2 separate regions of the Rattus norvegicus genome follow, and region 1 is linked to region 2. A link is a contact called in public Hi-C data. All regions are on one chromosome and are shown on one strand. Each heading gives the region's core, a stretch centred on a gene start, on an enhancer-like site or on the middle of the called end of the contact. The rest is flanking DNA. Distances are from core to core; before and after follow the strand shown.

Region 1 (2,991 bases), core at 376-2,875, 250 kb before region 2:
TAGGGCAATGTGATGACTCTGGTGTCTGTCTGTGGCACTTGCTCTTATGCTCACAAAGCCCCTATACAGACATATGCATAGAATTCTATATATTCCTAAATCACATAAATGAATGGTGGCGATGAGAACTAAGTCTCTTCCTGTGAGAATGGAGGGTTACAGATAACAAACAAGAGGAAGCCAGAATGATCTGTGGAAACATACATATACTCACACACACTCATACTTACACAATATATTCACACATGCAGGCACACACACACATACATACACACTCACACACATGCACACTCACGCACACACATACTCATACTCACACAGTACACTCACACATGCAGGCACACACACATTCACACATGTACACTGACACACACAGTCACACACTCATACTCATATAATACACTCGTACATGTGTGCATGCACACACACACAGACTCGCACACACTCACACACTCACACACACTCATACTCACAATACACTCATACATGGGGCACCCACATGTATGAGTTCACACACTGTTACATATACACATACACACTCATACAATACACTCACACATGTGGGCATGCACACAAACCCTCACATGCATGCTCACAGGCATGCACACACTCTCATACATATGCACACACACATGCACATACGCACACACGCACGCATACTCATGCACACACAGAGTCTCACCTGTCCGTTGAGAGGACCTGGGAACAATGGTCACCCAGCAGTAACATGCCCCCTGTCCCCAGATTCTGCTCTGTGCTCACATTCAGCAGTGAAGGAACTGGAACTTCTTGGACAGATGTCTGGTCTTAGGAATGGAGCAAGAACCATATGGGGCATCTCGTACCCAACCTGAAGGAAGTGTGTTCAAGTTTAAACCCAAAGCCTGCACAAACAAGATTGGATAGGAGAGATGTGGCAAGGAGTGAAAGAGCTCTCATGACCACAGTGTAACAGCTTAGGCAACAAACACTTAAAAGTAGCATTTGATCATCATTTCGTGTAGATAATTAATATCCGCAACCCGGTACTGATATAGTAAATTGTCAGATAATTAAATGGGAGAGAATAAATGCATTTCTCATGCAGAATTATTTTAAATTTTTAAAATGACATATTTGTGTGTGTGTGTGTGTGTGTGTGTGACACACACGTGTGGAGATCAGAGGACAACTTGCAGTTCCCTCTCTCTTCCACGTGGATCCTGGAGCTTGAGCTTGGGTCGTCAGGCTTGGTCGCACGCACTTATCCGCTGAGCCATCCCACCTGCCCTCTTTTTTTTTTTTTTTTAAGATTTATTTATTTTACACAAGTACATTATGGCTGTCTTCAGACATACCAGAAGAGGGTGCCAGATCTCATTACAGATGATTGTGGGCCACCACGAGGTTGCTGTCACCTACCCTCTTGCGTAGAATTCAAAACAGTCTGTAGATGATGACGTACGTCGCAAGGGAAGTGGAAATGACTCCCTATTTCCTAATTATGAGCCGTATGCAGGGATTTCTTTCTGAAGAACACAATACACAAAGAAAGAAACAATGGGCTTGCAACGCGGCCCCCTTCCCCCCACAAAAAAAAAAAAAAAACCACTGCCTCAGACCAATGACTAAGCTCAAAGCCACGCGACCAGCATGCCATAAGATGACATAGTAAGGAGGATGGATGTTTACTCGGTGCTCTTCCTCTCCTACACCCTACAGCCCTAAAAATGCAGGAAGCTGACCCAACAAGCATGCAAACCAAATGGGACGTGGTGCCATGGGCAGGGTCATGAGATGGAAGTGAGTGTGAGGGGAAATCTGAGGCCACCTGCATGAAGCCTGGCTTCAACTCAACATGACACAACAGTGTCTGCCTGCCTGCTGAGTGTGCCATTGCTGTAGATGCCAGTAAGAGTGGTGTGTGTGTGTGTGTGTGTGTGTCTGTATATGTGTGTTTGTGTGTCTCTGTGTGTGTGCATGTGTGTGTCTCTGTGTGTGTCTCTGTGTGTGTGCATGTGTGTGTGTCTATGTGTGTGTGTGTCTATGTGTGTGTGTGTCTGTGTGTGTGTCTATGTGTGTGTCTATGTGTGTGTGTGTGTCTGTGTCTGTGTCTGTATATGTGTGTTTGTGTGTCTCTGTGTGTGTGCATGTGTGTGTGTCTATGTGTGTGTGTCTGTGTCTGTGTATGTATATGTGTGTTTGTGTGTCTCTGTGTGTGTGCATGTGTGTGTGTCTATGTGTATGTGTGTGTCTGTGTATGTATATGTGTGTTTGTGTGTCTCTGTGTGTGTGCATGTGTGTGTGCGTGTCTGTGTCTATGTGTGTGTGTGTCTGTGTCTGTGTATGTATATGTGTGTTTGTGTGTCTCTGTGTGTGTGCATGTGTGTGTGCGTGTCTGTGTCTATGTGTGTGTGTGTCTGTGTGTGTGTCTCTCTGTGTGTATGTGTGTATGTGTATACTTGCATCTTTTTGTCTCACTGTCTCTCTCTTCTCTGTGTGTGCATGTGTGTATCTGTCTGTGTCTATGTGTGTGTGTCTATGTGTGTGTATGTCTGTAGGTTTCTGTGTGTGTCTCTGTGCGTCTGTGTGTGTGTGTGTGTGTCTGTGTATGTATATGTGTGTGTGCATGTGTGTGTGTCTATATGTGTGTATGTCTGTGTGTGTCTGTGTCTATCTGTGTGTATGTCTCTGTGTGTCTGTGTATGTGTCTCTCTGTGTGTATGTGTATACTTGTGTCTCTCTGTCTCACTGTCTCTCTCTGTCTTTGTGTGTGCATGTGTGTGCATGTGTGTGTGTGTCTGTGTCTATCTGTGTGTATGTCTCTGTGTGTCTGTGTATGTGTGTCTGTGTGTGTGTCTCTCTGTGTGTATGTGTATACTTGTGTCTCTCTGTCTCACTGTCTCTCTCTGTCTTTGTGTGTGCATGTGTGTGCATGTGTGTATCTGTCTGTGTGTCTATGTGTGTGTATGTCTGTAGGTTTCTGTGTGTGTCTTTGTGCGTGTCTCTGTG
Region 2 (2,763 bases), core at 162-2,661:
TTGATGTTGACGGGAACTGTGTCCTGCTTGCAGAGGGTCTCACACCATCTCTTCCAAGTTCTGGGCCATGGCCCAGTGAAGAGAGGAAATAACACGTTAATGTTGCATTTAAAATGGCCCCTGTTTGTGTTCATCTCCCCTCTACTGGAGAAACAACAGATAGAAAAACCCTGTGAGAGCCTGATACAGCCGACTCCTAAGAGGCTCTGCCAGAACTTGACAAATACAGAGGTGAATGTGAATTCTCACAGCCAACCGTTGAACCAAGAATGGGGTTCCCAGTGGAGGAGTTAGAGACAGGATTGAAGGAGCTGAAGGGGTTTGCAACCCCATAGGAAGAACAACAATACCAACCAACCAGAGCTCCCAGGGACTAAACCACCATCCAAAGAGTACACATGGACAGACCCATGGCTCCAGCTGCATATGTGGCAGAGGATGTTGGGCACCAATAGGAGGAAAAGCCCTTGGTCCTGCCAAGACTCAACCCCCTAGGGGAATGTCAGGGCAGGAGGCAGGAAGGGGTAGCTGGATGGACAGGTGGGGGAATGTAGAAGCGGGAGGAGGAATGGGATAGGGAGGTTATAGACAGGGAACTGGGAAAGGGGATAACATTTAAAACGTAAATAAAATTTTAAAATTCCAATAAAAAATAAACTGAGAAAGAAAGAAAGAGAGAGAGAGAGAGAGAACGAAAGAAAGAAAGAAAGAAAGAAAGAAAGAAAGAAAGAAAGAAAAAAAGAGAAAACCCCTGTGAGAGGTGAGAGTAACAGGCTGTTCCCGGTACCTCCCAGGCTGAGACATGCTACCTCCTGTTAAGATATTTCCACTCTCCACAGAAGAACCCGAGACAGAAATTAGTTAAGACACAGAGGTGGTGAGGCAAAGCCTAGGTCACTCCATCCAGAACAACCAACAGTGACCAGACCCGAGGGCAGCTCTCCTCAGGCCTCTCAGTCGGTTAGAAATGCTCCGTGCAAGCGAACTCACTACTGTGGCTTTCCCTTTTAAGATCAATATTGTGCTTCAAACTAGGGGCCAAAGAATGTTCTGCTCTGTGTTTTTCGTTTGCTTCTTCTGTCGCTATCGTCCTCCAGAATAAGATTCCCAAAGGTATAGCGCTGCCCTCCTGACCTAGCCCCACCCTACCGCCCACCTCCAACAAAGGACTGTCACTTCTAAGTCAGAAACCTGCCCAGTGAAGCAAGACCTAGGTTGTTATGGGAAGTCTGAGAGCCGAGGACCAGCTAAGATGGTTTCTAGGGGAGGGTCTATGCCAGGCATCAGCTGTGATGGCGGAGGACGTGACTGGAGCTATCAGAATTGTTTGTTTCACAATGATCTGTTTCTCGCTCACTAATGTGAGCCAGACACTGCATTTTGGACCCAGCGCTAGAAAGACTGTTTTGCAATGTAAAGCGATGGCGCCCCCTAGTGTCAGTAGCATCTCGCAGAAACCTGCGACCAGTCTCCTCCTGGTGACCTTGAACATTGAGCAGGTAGTGACTTCAAGGTGGGCACAACCTCACGCCTAGAGGTGAAGGGAACAAACCTGAATCACAGCGTGGTGAAAATCAAAACCCTCTATCTGCCACTCTGCGGATCTGAGAGGTTTGAGTTTCAGGGGAAAAAAAACAAATGCTAAACTTTTCAAATAAAAAATGAATTAATTAATTAACAATTACGTGTATGCTGGTGAGGTGGGGTGGCATGTCTTTGATCCCAGTATTCGAGAGGCAGAGGTAGAGGCAGGTAGATCGGTATGAGTCTAAGGTCAGCGTGGTCTGCGTAGAGAGTTCCAGTCCAGACAGTGCTACAGTTTTTTTTTTTTAAAACGGGCCAGGGTTGGGGGTGGGGGGCGGGGTGGCTCACGCCTTTAACAGCAGCATTCAGAAAGCGGGGGTGGGGGGGGTGGGGGGGGTGTTGGGGATTTAGCTCAGTGGTAGAGCGCTTGCCTAGGAAGCACAAGGCCCTGGGTTCGGTCCCCAGCTCTGAAAAAAAGAACCAAAAAAAAAAAAAAAAAGAAAAGAAAAAGAAAAACAACCAAACCAAATAAACAGCCTTGTGTATCCAAGTATGCCAGTGCGTGGATACGTCCATGTGAGCACGCAAATGCCGAAAGAGTCCAGAAGAGAGCGTCAGATCCCCTGGAGCTGGGGTTAGCAGTCTAAATGCAGACCTGGATGCTGGAAACTGAACGGGGTGGGGTTGGAGTTGTCCTCTGCAAGGGCAGCGCAAGGTCTTAACTACCGAGCCGAGTCTCCACTCTCACCAGCAACTCTTATTACATGATTTACCGTCCCTTTCCTCTGAGCACACGTCCCAGATCTTAAGGTTAAAGAGTTTAAATTCATGTGGTGATAATGCCTTCTCTCTCTTGTTCATTACCAAGTTTCCAACATACAATCCCTGCAAACTGCGAGACTCCTGCAAGAGCGCCTGAGGTCATTTGCTCTTTCTGGCACTTTAAAGAGAAAGACTGTGTTTGAAAGAACTGCTCTAACGCAAGCCGCCACCCTGCAAGATGAGAGGACTGCAGTACGGGGTTTGTGCACAGTTCTTAAACAGAACAAAGGAAACACCAGAAAGGAACGTACTCCAGCGTGAATCAGTAGATAATGCAAACACTCCCAAGTCCTTTCCACAAGAAGAGGATTTATATGTATATGAGTGCTCTATCTGCATGTACACCTGCAGGCCAGAAGAGGGCATCAGACCCCAGTATAGATGGTTGTGAGCCACCATGTGGTTGCTGGGAGTTGA

What was found. Hi-C and Micro-C count contacts between places; a contact is called where the count stands out from the background.
Region 1: a Hi-C map of Schwann cells shows a contact between it and region 2, with 14 times the contacts expected there. The contact joins two enhancer-like sites. A contact is called at or near these places in 2 of 12 Hi-C or Micro-C datasets (Schwann cells and psoas muscle).

What each region holds. Positions count from the first base shown.
Region 1 is chr11:44,918,470-44,921,460 of GRCr8, reverse strand. No RefSeq gene overlaps it. Among named protein-coding and RNA genes, the nearest start is that of Kcne2, 84 kb to the left of the region's middle. Within about 2 kb of position 1,625, at least 3 of the 93 cell types and tissues checked have an H3K27ac peak or open chromatin away from gene starts, as enhancers often do. A contact at or near this core is called in Schwann cells, where this site is marked.
Region 2 is chr11:44,667,914-44,670,676 of GRCr8, reverse strand. No RefSeq gene overlaps it. Among named protein-coding and RNA genes, the nearest start is that of Atp5po, 12 kb to the right of the region's middle. Within about 2 kb of position 1,411, at least 19 of the 93 cell types and tissues checked have an H3K27ac peak or open chromatin away from gene starts, as enhancers often do. A contact at or near this core is called in Schwann cells, where this site is marked.